Regions from separate parts of the Rattus norvegicus genome. Here region 1 is linked to region 2. A link is a contact called in public Hi-C data. All regions are on one chromosome and are shown on one strand. Each heading gives the region's core, a stretch centred on a gene start, on an enhancer-like site or on the middle of the called end of the contact. The rest is flanking DNA. Distances are from core to core; before and after follow the strand shown. Region 1 has its middle 240 kb from the start of Fzd1. Region 2 overlaps Cdk14 (cyclin-dependent kinase 14).

Region 1 (5,949 bases), core at 3,271-5,770, 400 kb before region 2:
GGTGTTGCTTTTGTTTTTCATATGGAAGAAATGGCTTCCTTTGAGAGTTTGGAAACTTGACAAATGTTGAGAGCAGGGTCAAGTTCTTCCTTTGCCATAAAACATCTAGGATTCTGTAAAAAATCCCTCTAAAGCAGTCTGGTGTGAGTGAGGACTTCTTTGCACCCGTGTCCTGCCATAGAATCTCACTTAGGTGGGAGGGAAGAGGAAAATGGAAGGAAGATTACCTAGACATCTCAACGCTGTGAAAGGTGAGAACAGGAGTGGGATTGAGAGCAGACAGTGGGGTTATTATCTATAACTATTGTGTGATAAAAGACCCCAACTCACAGACGAATGGCAAAACAGACAGGCTCAGTGTCCTTTATTCATTTGAAATTAACTCAAGAAAATCAGAGTGCTGTCCTTGTGTCATAGTTTCAGCTACCTGGGGGCTGAGGATCTCTTGAGTTCAGAAGTTTGAGGGCTGATTAAGGGAACATGGTATCTCAAAGGGAAAAAAAAGAAAGAAACAGAAATCATTTCATAATAACAGACCCAAATTCTTATAAGATGGGTTCTTATAAGATGACCAACGGAATACGCCCAAACCAGACACCAGAGGAAAAGTCCCATGACTTCTTTAGTCTATTTTCTGCATGAAAATCCACAGAGATTTGTTTCTGTTTCTTTGGGGATTTGCTCTAGTGACAAAACTCTACTTTCGGGACCCTTTTTCCCCTCAAAAAAAAAGCATTTAAAGGAATCTTCATTCATGCTGGGCTCTGCTTTGCAAGCAAGACTTTCCTTCCGTTTGGAACTCTGGATTCAGGTTTTAGACTCCAGATGTTAAGTGGAATAGTACTTTGACATTTTGGGACGAGCAAAAGTAAAATGGAGATATCAGCACTTGGGAAGCTGACGTCGAAGGGTCGCAAGTTCAAAGCCTGCCTAGACTGCATGGTTTGACCCTGTTCCAAAAGGCATGAAACAGAAAAACCAAACAGGAACACAAAGCATACGCTTGAGTTATTGTGAGGGTTATGCAAGGTGGTATATGGAAAGCGATTAATACGGAGGCCGTGGTAGATTGAGAGCCTAACAGTTTAGGAGAAAAAGGGTATCAGAGAACAAGATGGAATCAAGCAGCCAAAAATCATTTAAAGAGAGTAAGTACCAATTACCAATCTGGTCTAGAAGATGCTGGGACAGTGTCAAGTCCATGAAAGAGTAATGGGTTTCCAGAGCTTATATTCAGATCTCTACTGCCTTGCTGTCATTCTTGAAATCCGCAAACACACAGACACGAGGATAGATGCTAGGGGAGACCCCAGCACCCACATCTTGGAGGTAATACAGTCACATTTATGAAGAGACATCAATAAAGCATCTTATGTGAAAAGTCATATTTCAACATCTATGACAGGTATCTTTCTTGCTCTTAAAGGCTTCTCAATAGCTAGGCTCAGGGTCTAATTATCTGGATGCTTAACTCACACATCATTTCAGTCTGGTTCTGACCGCTCTGGCAATGCACAACAGCTGGGGTTCTCTAAAGTAACCCATGACCCACAGGGTTGGAAGTTTGGAATAACATCCATGCTACAACCTGGCTGTGCTAAACCAGGCTTCTTAGTGTGTTTCCTAAAGGTGAGCTGAAGGTCGAGTGTCATCTGCCTTCGATCAGGGATGCTTGCGGGGAAAACACAAAGCAAGCCATGCCTCAATGCAGTCCAGCTGTGCGAACCCCCAGGGAAGAAGCTGGAGAGGCAGTAATGGGAAGCAGGCAGAGTTCAAGGTGACTGTTGCGGTTGCTCTGCATTGGCCGACTCTGATGGCAAAAGAGCCATGAATGAATAGAAACTCCACACTGGGAGTTGAGCCTAGACTTTCTCTAAGGAGACATTTAGGGGTGGGAGCTGGTGGTAGTACTGTCTTTAAGTTGGCCCAGGATGGAGTCCATTCCTGCTTTCATCAGCTCTATCAGGCCTCTCCTTCTCGGATCTTTACAGCTCTATGGCTCTCTTGACTCCTGGATTTTCATTTCTGAGATTGAGGAGAGCTAACTTGAGCCCCATTCTATAATTTGATTCCCAGTGTATGAAGCCCGAGAGGCTCTCTAGGTGTTATACACCAATACTATTTTTTTGTGTCGACTCTCAAGCAAGCAAGTAAGCAGACAGACTCATATGCCATCTTCCATCTTCTGACTTACAGAATGTTTTTCATCTGGTTGGTCCTGAATCCCTCATTCCTCATGCTAGGTCTCTGTGTAATCTGTACCTGGGGAACAAAGGTGTTTCTTTTATGTACCCTTTCCACTTTGGTTAAATGGTGTTAACCTGGCAGAGGTGAATGGCGAAGTTTTCTTGGGGCGAGGGGGATGAATGAATAAAGCTGGAGGAAAAAGCATAACCCTTTCCCTTAAATTGATATTTTTCCTTCAGTCCCTGGATCTGGGGGCTTTAGTTTACCAACCTGCAAATGCTCAGCTGGATGCAATAGCAGGGTTTTTCCTGCTACCATCTGCTGACTAAATCATCCCCCAAGGCCAAAACCAGAACCAAAAGAGCACTGGGAAAGCTCGAAGGAGGTGTGGAAGCTGGACAAGAAGAGGTGTTTAGGGGAAATGGCACACATTAGCAGAAGTCACAGAGGCTTATTTTTGTTTCTGTGGGGGGATTTTGTCTAGTGACCAAACTGCGTTCAAAATTTCCTTCCTCCCCAAAGCTCTTAGAGCACGTATCAGTTGTGATGGAATCTGCTTTTTTTTTTTTTTTTCCGGCTTTGGATTGTTCAGATTTGGATTGGGGTTTAAGATATGAGATTCCAAAAGGAGTGATACTTTGAAGTTCTAGGGAGAGAAAAGGTGCAAAAGCTCATGGCGGAGAAGTCGTTAAAACATCTCCTCTCAAAAGTAGCCCACTACTCTCCCTCCTGGAGCAACCACATCAAAGGTGTGTGGGCAGTGGCGACCTCAGGCCTCTATGTGGTGGGAGATGCAGGAGGTCTGAGCCCTCAGTGTGCTGGTTTAAGCCACATTTTGGAACTAGTGGCCAGACAAGGCTCTGTGTGTTCCCCGAGGGAACATCCCCAGGCCTGAGGCTTTAAGAGTTTCCAACTGGTAGAGAAACCCATATATAAGCCAGGCACTTAGGAGACTCAATAAATCCTTACTGATTAACTCCAGACCACTGCTCCCTGCCCAGTCTGAGATATAAATTTTCCTTAAAATTCATTTGGAAGATGGGGGTGCGATTGGAAGGATTTTAAAAATGCAAGTCTTTCTAAATCCAGGTTTGTCGGATTTTACCATGAATTATACCAGAAATGACTTTTACTGGTTCTTGTTGGAGTAGCACTTGTTTGTATAGTACACAGGGCAGCAATTATTAACCCTAAAGTGATGGAATGGCAGGAGACAGAAAGAGAAATCACCGGGAAAAGTGACTCGTGTTCACGTAGTTAAATTTAGAATGCGTGAGTTAAACACGGCTTATGGAGAATTGTCTGAGTATAACAGAAATATGAATTATAGTCTGTAAAAGAACCAAATACTTTTATCATGATGTGCTTGATGCCATAATAAATAAACCCTGCACCTTTTACAGGAAACCGTTTCCTTCTGTGTGATTAGCATTGTGACTCTTGCTAGTTAACAGAATGGAGATGTGACGGTTTAGCGACTCCGCTTTTCTGTAGGGAGTACAGTTGAGGTCTTGCTATCTTTCCCGTGTACTCGCCGATGACACCCTGAAAAATCACCCTGAAAAATGGCTGATTAGGAAAGGAGAGGGGAAGGTTGTCTTTTTCTGATACACATAGTTTTGCTCATATTCTACTGGCCGGGCGCTCATCACAGGGCCTCACCCAAATGGTCATGGCGCTGTGGTTATGGTCACGTGGCCCCATGCGGAAGCCAGGGCCTGACCCAAACTCTCCGAACCCTCTGTTTGTTAGGCAAGTGTTCCATATGAAGAATCGGGAACAAGGAAGCAACAGAATCGAGTTTTTTAAGGTCGTTTTTTGAGTTCTGACTGGCACTCTCTTACTGGATGACTTAGTCTCTTTGATCAACAGTTTTCTCATCTAAAAAGTCAAGTTTGTAATAATAACTTATAGGATTGCAGCAGGGACTAAATATAGCACTAACTATGAGCTTCTTTATTAAACAAGGGGAGGAAGAGATGGTGCTCCCCCTGCCTTGGATAAGCAGAGCTGAGGCAGGCTTGCTTTCTTTCTTTCTTTTTTTCTTTCTTTCTTTCTTTCTTTCTTTCTTTCTTTATTTATTTATTTATTTATTTATTTTTAATAGATTTGCTACATGCTTTTGAAGCCTACTTTTAAATTATTGTTAGAGACTGCATGACTAGAGAACACGTGTGGTTCTTAAACTAAGATTATATTTCTTAATGATTGCACGGGGGAAAAAGCTCACAGAGTTTTAAAACTGCAATTTGGCAATGGGGTTTGGTGTAATGGATAGAAAGCCTGGTTTCTAACGGCAGCCTCTGACGTTGGCCAGTCGGCTGACCACAATCTGGTCACTTCATCTGTCTGGGTTCTGATTTCTTCAGAGACAGAGGGAGTTGTTAAGCTAAATGGTCCTTTCTTGATCGTGAATGAGATATTGTGAGGAGAAGCTCGGCTAAAGGACTCACCCACATTATCGGATTAAAATCAAGATCAGGGCACTGGAGAAGTGGCACCCAACCCATCTAAATTTAGAGTAACGTCTTTTCCCAGTTTAAGAGGAAAGCATCCATTTTCTGACTTCTACAGGAGAAGCTTTATCTGCATGTATATAAATCAAGTGCCTTAATACTTTTGTGTTGAATCATTTGCCTCAAGACCTTTCCCCGAGCATCTTTTTATGTTTCCTTCTTGAACTAATATAAGCATGTGCACTGAACAAGCCACAGATACGGCTGAACAGAGGTTATTCAGTGACTAAGTGACTATTGGACTGTGACAGAAAGGTCTGCCCCTGTGTAAACCGGATCTAGAGATTTAGAAGAAAGATTGAAGCCAGACAGACTTGTGATTGAAGGAACACCTCTTATCACTCGCTTGAGTTTCATTTCTTCTGCAGAGTCTCATGTGCAAACAAAAGCTTTGGGTTCAGGGGTTAAATAATGTGAGAGACTATTCCCCAAACCCAGCAGACGCTGAGCAAATGGTTGATGAGTACATAGGGCTGCTAGTAATTCCTGGAGCCCTTGGCTTTTTTGTACTGTTAACCACAAACATGTAATTGTTCAAGCATGTCGTGAAATACATAATTATCCCTATTAAATCATCAAGATGGCTGTGGTTCAGTCTCTGATCTTCTGTTTTCTCAATCTGTTAAATGAGGACAGTGTTTTAGTGTTGCTGTTTTTTTTTTTTTCTTTTAATTTGGTGCAGTGGTACATAGTGTTGTGTGCAAACTGCCTGCAGAGGGTCTCTGTGTGTACCAATAAATGGCAGGACTGAACTGCTTTTCTTATCTAGGTTTGATGCCCTTCTTTGTGCTTTGTGCAGCACGCTGAGTCGTGGAGATTAAAAGCGTTTTAAGAAACGGTCCTTACCGTGAGGAGTATGGGGCCTAGCTGAAGTGTAGGGCGTGTTAATGGCAGTAGGAACTGGCTGGTGTGGTTATAAGTACTGTCCGAGCCAGTAGAACGGAGGAGGCCCTTGCTTCCGTCACAGGCAACGGGTTTTCTGGCAGCAGCTTCATCGTGCACTCATCATATTTAAAGTGGAATCATTATTAAATCTGCATTTGTAGATGGCTCTTTTATTTGTGAAAGGAATGTTTGGTTGTTTTGTGGCAGTCGTCTGATAACAATGGGAACCCATCAAATTCTCCAGTTTTACAAGTGTGAGAGCCGAGAGACGAGAAGTCGGATGTGTTTGTGAGGTTATTCGTGCCAGGTTCTGCAGAGGGGAGATCAGAAATCAGACATATTGATAATTATGCTAATGCTC
Region 2 (6,937 bases), core at 3,838-6,337:
CCCCACAGCTGGTGTAGTTATTAGTTTAGCCACTAAAGGGTTTATCTGGACAAACATCACAAAGATGATGGCTGATTTAATTGAATTTATGATCAAATGTTCTTCACTTCAGGAAGAGTGGGAAATCACTTATGGGGAGATTTGAATAATTTAAGGGAAGTTCTCTGTTTGGCACGATGTTTGTATATCAAGTCTTGGGGGATTAAATGCAGCTGAGGACTAGCAAAGATTTCATGTACAGATACACAAAGATAGTCAGTAAGACAATGCAATGAGGAGGGGGCTGGGCATCAGTCTCTTTCTCTTCCCACTGTGCCCATTTTCACGTACATTCTGTTTGCAGAATGAGTAATATCACACACACACACACACACACACACACACACACACACACAGAGACAGAGAGATAGACAGAGACAGACAGAGACAGAGAGACAGACAGAGACAGAGGCACAGAGAGAGAGATGCACAAAGAGACAGACAGACAGACACACACACACACAGAGAAAGAGAGAGAGACAGAGATAGAGAGAGACAGAGAGAGAGGCACAAAGAGACAGACAGAGACAGGCAGGGAGACAGCAAGAGGGTGGGGGCAAAGAGAGACAGAGATTTTTCTTACATCCTCTATTGTCAGATGTTGAAAATTATATAGATGCTCTTAGGCAAAAACAAAAAAAGGACTAGAAAGTAATTTATGTATATAAGACATTTTATACATTGTTGTTGGTAAAGACTCAGAATCTACTAATAAAATCATTAGCCTGATAAATAAAAGAAACCAATTTCGGGATTAGTGCCTAAGGGTGTGGACTTGGCCCAGTGTCTGAAGAGAAAGCCTTGGCCAACAGTGGGGACAGAGACAGCAAAGCCGTGCTCCCAGGCATGACTCTCTGTGCTGCAAGAGATAAGTCAACTGCCCTCTGCATTCTCAACATCTGAAACAAAGACAATTACTTTCCGTTTTATGGACAGATCAAGTGTGGACACCCAGGACCTTGAAGTCACCCGTTCTTTTTGTGCATTCAGAACACCATAGGGGAAAAATCTACTAGACATTTGAACCTGGTAGCAGTGATTTGTCTGTGAGTTTCTTTCAGTCTAATTGGGAAAACTGTCTGGAAGATGTGCTTCAGGATTTAGGATAAATCACAGTTTTTCATTAATTATGTACAATGCTATTTGTTAACATATCACTCTTAGGAAGGAACTGATGGGGGAGACTGGAATCCTGCTTCTGCACAAGGATTTATAAGGAAAACAAAATGGTGCTCAAGCAGCACACTGTGCTCCCCTGGGAAGGCTAAGGGCGTTTGAGCTGCCTGGGGACCTGTAGGGAAGCAGCAACCATGTTCCAGAAAAAAAAATGTTTACTGGGAAAGGCAAGGAGCACCGAGAAGCACAATGGGAAGTGACCAGGATATGTGGGGCTAGGGGTGTTAAGGCACTGGGTACTTTGCAGTCCAGTCTTTAACAGCAGAGCTCAGAGAGATTCGTGAGCTTCCTTCTGAAGGTCACGAGGTTCCCAGAGGATCTAAGGCCAGAGCTGGGCTGGAGGCCATCAATGATGATCTTGGCTCCAGGCAGTTTCTTGTCATTCATGCCCCAAAAAACGTGCATCCTTCTGTCTTCTCTGCTCACTCTTGGTTCCTATTAATGACAGTTGTTGACTACATCTTCTCAGGCGTGTGGAACCACCAGGCACACATGGCGGACACCCACATCAACATGGACAGCTTCCGTAACTGAACTCTCATTGTAAGTGGGAGACGAGCCCTGAGAAACTCCATTGGAGAGGCCCCCTAATGAGGAGGTCATCTCGTTTTACCACAGCCTATTAGGGTGGTGTAGGGGCCAGTGATGGCAAAGGATAGCACTGCTGTTTAAAATCATCTGTCTCCAGATTTTTCATCATTTTGAGGCAGAAAATTCACTAAATTCATAAACATTTCCTCATCAACAAAAGAAGTATGCAAAGTGGTAAGGAAAGGGATCAAATTATGGAGCTTTTAAATAATGCAGTTTAAAAACATCTGCGTTTCTGCTTATGCATGACATTAAAAAGTGGTAATTTTCAGCACTCTGGAGCTTGAATATGAATACATGTGTTCAGGTGGTGGAGCGAGAGGGCCTGTACTCGATTTAGGAAGTTCATTTGGAAAATAGAGCCGTCTCCTATGGCCTCTCCTATGTGGCGAGCAGGAAGCTGGCTTCTGCCATGTTTTCTGAGCAGAGCGAGGGGAGATCAAGGGGATCAGAACAACAGCAGAGAGGTGAATCCTTCAGGGAGTTCAAAAAGGGTAGAGAACTGTGCGTCTAACCCCTACCAGTTCCCAACAGAAGAGAGAGAGAGGCAGAGAACACAGGAAGGAGAAAGGAAGAGACACTGGCAATAGGCGAGCCTCTTAGGAGGGAACAGCATGGTGTCTGCAGCAGGAAGAGGTGGGGGAGGGACGTCTTCTTGATTCTCTTTGATACTCTTCCCCTGCAGATTTACTGCACTCTAGAGCTACTGCCTTCTCAGAGTGTTTATAAGTATATACATTATATATGTATACATATATGCTTGATATATGTATATATTATATACTTGATATATACTTATATGTGTATGTATACAGTGCATACATAATATATATGTGGTACACACACACGCACACACACATGCACACACTCGTGCGAGTGCACGCACACCACGCATATATACACCAAGGAAGATCTCCAGATATCTAGGTGTAAAATGCAATGTCTTTCAGACATCATTGGATAAGCCTGGTCCAAGTTTGATGAGTGAATACTTCACATAGAGATTCACGACTTTGTTGGTGAGTGCGGTAGCCACGAACTACATGTGACTCTTTACATATCGATCAAGTCAATTCAAATTAAGTTGAAGTTGAGCTCTCAAGGAAGCATACAGTCTAATGGTTCCAACCGTGGGTACTGCTGATGTCTGTATTAGACGTGTCAAGTCAAACTTGCAGTTATTACCAGGCTTCCTGAGCATAATCTCATTTAAAACTCTGTGCTAAGAACAGACAGCGATCCCTTCCTCATGCATAATTTTGAACGTATCTGCTCTGAAGCAGGCAAAGTGGATTATGTCTGAGCTAGCTAGGGCTGGGCTTGCCCTGTCTCACCCATGGCTCATGACAGCATAGGGAATCCTTTACCGCCATGGAAACAGGATGGCTTCCTAGGATACCCTGTTACTTACTAATTGCCTCAAGACTGTCAGGATGCTACTTTCCACTGTGGGTAGACTTTACCACTGACCAAGGCTATGGCCCTTACAGCAGAGAGAGAAAGCTGGTCTATATGTGATTTTTGCCTTCTGTAATTCAGTGCAGAGGAATGTGCTAGAGACACTCAGATCTCTGCCTCCCAGAAGTGTGAGATAACATTTTTAGACAACATGCTTGGTCCATTGGTACAGTGGTCAGAGAATACAGTGCCCACTGCATGTTGGCAGAAGCAGAACCGCCCTGTTGGAATCTGTTCAGGACACAGTTCAAAAGAGGCCTCTCCTGGCAGCCTACCTGCCCCTGGGAGCTCTGGGCTGCTTCAGAAACTGCTGCTGCGTTTTCCTCCTTAATGAGCTGCCCAGCAGAAGGATGGCATTAACCACACCAGAAGCCTGTGTACTTTTGGATGAAGAGGCCAAAACGTAATCCAAAGGATGAAAAACAATGACTGTTGCCAACTCCCAAGCCTGGCGCGCACTGCCAATTAGCAAGAGAGAAGGTGGCTATTTCCTGTCCATCAGAAGAACAAAACCTGTCACCTGACATACAGCCAACAGCATGGGGCCTGCCCTCAGCCACCACCAGGAACTGTTAATGACAATGGATTTTTGCTACCCTAAGTAAAGGGACAAGAAATCTGGCTATGACACAGAATAAAATAATGGTATGAGTCCCTCAGGGCAGTGAGAGCTGTGGAGTAGGTAAGGAGTCTGACTTGCAGGAAGTGAGTGGGCGACTGGCAGAGCTGTCCCTGGAACTTAGTTGTAAATGCAACATTCCTCTCACAACAGGACACTCCCCAATAACGCTACGAAGAAGGCATGGGCTGGAGGGCTGTGTTCAGAAACCCAAAGACATATTCTTTTTCTATGGAGGATTGAAATCAGGTTTCCGCTCACTCCTGCGCTTCCTGCTGAATGAGAGCCCAGACACAGGATGTCAGCGTTGGAAGATTCTGCCAAGAACAAATGGAACCTGGTTATTTCTAAGTATGTGACAATTCGACTCCTTTCACAAGACTCACAGGGATACTTCCCAAGCTGTAAATTTTCAATTGCATTGATCAGTCACCTCTCACCCTGTCTTCACATTGCTATTTCCGATTGATCAGTAATCGGAAAACCCTTCAGCTATTCCTTCGTCACGGAACGTGCCCCAGCTGTGCTTTCATACTCCCTAATTCCACCTGGTTCTGGAAGTTCTAGGCCACCTTTCGGGACCCACACAACACCTCTTATTTTTGACCCTCTCGCCTTTCTTCTCAGGACTCCCTGCCCGCAAACTCCTAGGTGCCAAGGGGTTTACTGTATCTGCCTAACGCACACCCGTACAATGCTTTAAGGAACCAAACTAACGATTCATTATTATGAAAACAAATGTCCCCAGGAACTGTTCTAGCTAGTGTTTGAGCAAGAAGGGGAGCTCTTGGGCCTTGAAACTATACCATTTATGTATGTCCAAGACCAAACGTGAGAGCTGTTTGCTCACACGTTGAAAGTGACATTTTCAAGGGAGCGGAGTGTGGTGAGGAACCACACTCCACATGTCCTTCTATTGCTGCATTCAAATATGCAGAAATGGGCACAGTCATCCTCAAATTATGAGAGGATGTGATTCCAAAATGTGGGCTTTAGACCTGATCATCCCACACCCTCCGAAAGCCAATCAATGATGCAGAGAATAATTTTCTTGAAAAATATTATGAAGGGAACTCTCCAGGCACCAAATAAATTAAAATCGCTACTTTGAAGTAAATAGAATTATGACAAAAGTCATCAACAGTGAACAAAATGCACAAGTGGAGGACTTTGAGAGCTAGCTGACTCAACTGCTCCCCCTAGTGTATAGACTGTGTTCTTACCTTTTTCACACTGCTATGCTGGCCAAGAAATGTCAAACTCTAACCTACTTAGTTCACAGCATATTGCTTTGTTAGGTAATTCTAAATCAACTTCGAACGTGGCAGAGTGGGGAAGATGATCTTTATGCTTCGTGAGAAGGTGCAGGTTTAAATCTTAATGATCCATGTCAGATACCCTAATGGCAAGAAAAACAGTAGAGTGCCTCTAACATAAATATACAAAGGGAAAGACCGTTCCTCCAAACATTACTTCCTACATCATGCTTTAATGCACTTATAGTACAACTGTTTAGCAGGTCATCTTTAAAATGCGTTCTGGAGGTTAAACGTCAAATTGGATAAAATATTCAAGGAAAGCTCAAAACCACAAAATTTGGCTATTTCTAAAATTTCCAAATCAGGGCTTATGGCTCCGTTAGGATGTAGAAACACAGCAGGGAAATGTTTCCTTTTCTATTTTTTCATGCTCGAAGGTAGCCTCACCATGGCCTTGGTATTCACTGTGCATTTACAAATACCAACTATACACATTCTTAGGGAAAAATCCGGTTTGCTTAATGAGCACACGGATCGCTTGCAGGACCAGCACTTTAGGAGAAGGGCTGGGAGAGCCTGGCCTGACCCCATTCAATGTGCGTGGGCCTTGTTTGCCCAGCCATGAGCTGTATTTTCCAGATGTGTCTTCTTTGACTTAGTGGTTTATCCTTAGTTCTCATTTCAAAACTTTCAAAGCTCCCAACGTGCTCAGCTGTTAAGAAGTTCCAAAGCAAGCAAAAGCAAGCAAATATGTTCTTGGAATCTCACCCTTCGCTTTGCTGGAGAATGTATACTAAGGATTCTTCTCCAGCCAGAATCATAAAAGATCTTTTAAGTGGCTCAAATTCTTGGTGGATTGCACATACATGCTAATGTCAGACAACTAAAAATAGGGAGATTTACAAGAGAAATAGCACGAGTCTTCATACTCCAGCGAAATAAAATGGCCTATTTAGAGGCAGTTAAAACACAGGACATATGTTTATGAAATTCAGATTTATCTCCATTTAGCCCCTGATCCCCTTTATGCGGGAAAAGCTTCCTGGATCATGCATTGTTAGTGTGAGGGAACAAGGGGGCTTACTTTAATGGTGATCATTATTCTTAAACCAATATTATTTTTCTTTATATCAGGCTTTTCAGTTTGGATATTTATTCCATCTCTTTCTATCTTCTTCTATCACTACTCTGTTATTATAGAATATATATATGTATATATATATATATATATATATATATATATATCAGAAGGTAAAATCATGCTCGTGGTTACTGATATAATTAAGATCAGCTGAGTTTTCCTGCTGGCATGAGCTAGAGCAGATGCAGTTCCCAAGTAGACTGGATGATTTGATAACCACTTAGATTGAAGGTTCTCTAGCTTGAGAACCCCCCATACTCTTTGACAGGCTAACACCCCCAGTAGCTTCCACAGCTTGGATAATGCTGCTTTTAAAGAGATTATTACTTAATTTTGAGCTTTAACTTTTAAAAATATCATTACTTAATTTTGTACCTCCATTAACGGCAACCTATTTTGGGGGTTAGCTCATCATCACATATACGCCAAATAAACTGAATTGTAGGAAACTATTTTGAATCCATTACTACAATGTAAGAGAATTCAGCAACTGCTTCAGTTTATTAACTTCTACAAATTAAAAAAAAACTACAAGGTATAAATGGTCATTATCTGCAAAATGCACTGTACAAAGTGATTGGATTTCAGAGTTTTATTAAAATGCACCATTACTTGACCCTATACACCTCCATTATCCTTTACTGTCTTACCCAG

What was found. A called contact is a pair of places that touch in the nucleus more often than the background predicts.
Region 1: a Hi-C map of the A7r5 cell line shows a contact between it and region 2, with 2.8 times the contacts expected there. The contact joins two enhancer-like sites. A contact is called at or near these places in 2 of 12 Hi-C or Micro-C datasets (the A7r5 cell line and mammary epithelial cells).

What each region holds. Positions count from the first base shown.
Region 1 is chr4:30,505,307-30,511,255 of GRCr8, reverse strand. No RefSeq gene overlaps it. Among named protein-coding and RNA genes, the nearest start is that of Fzd1, 240 kb to the right of the region's middle. Within about 2 kb of position 4,520, at least 9 of the 93 cell types and tissues checked have an H3K27ac peak or open chromatin away from gene starts, as enhancers often do. A contact at or near this core is called in the A7r5 cell line, where this site is marked.
Region 2 is chr4:30,100,986-30,107,922 of GRCr8, reverse strand. The region is part of intron 12 of Cdk14 (cyclin-dependent kinase 14); the gene reads right to left. Among named protein-coding and RNA genes, the nearest start is that of Speer4cl3, 53 kb to the right of the region's middle. Within about 2 kb of position 5,087, at least 7 of the 93 cell types and tissues checked have an H3K27ac peak or open chromatin away from gene starts, as enhancers often do. A contact at or near this core is called in the A7r5 cell line, where this site is marked.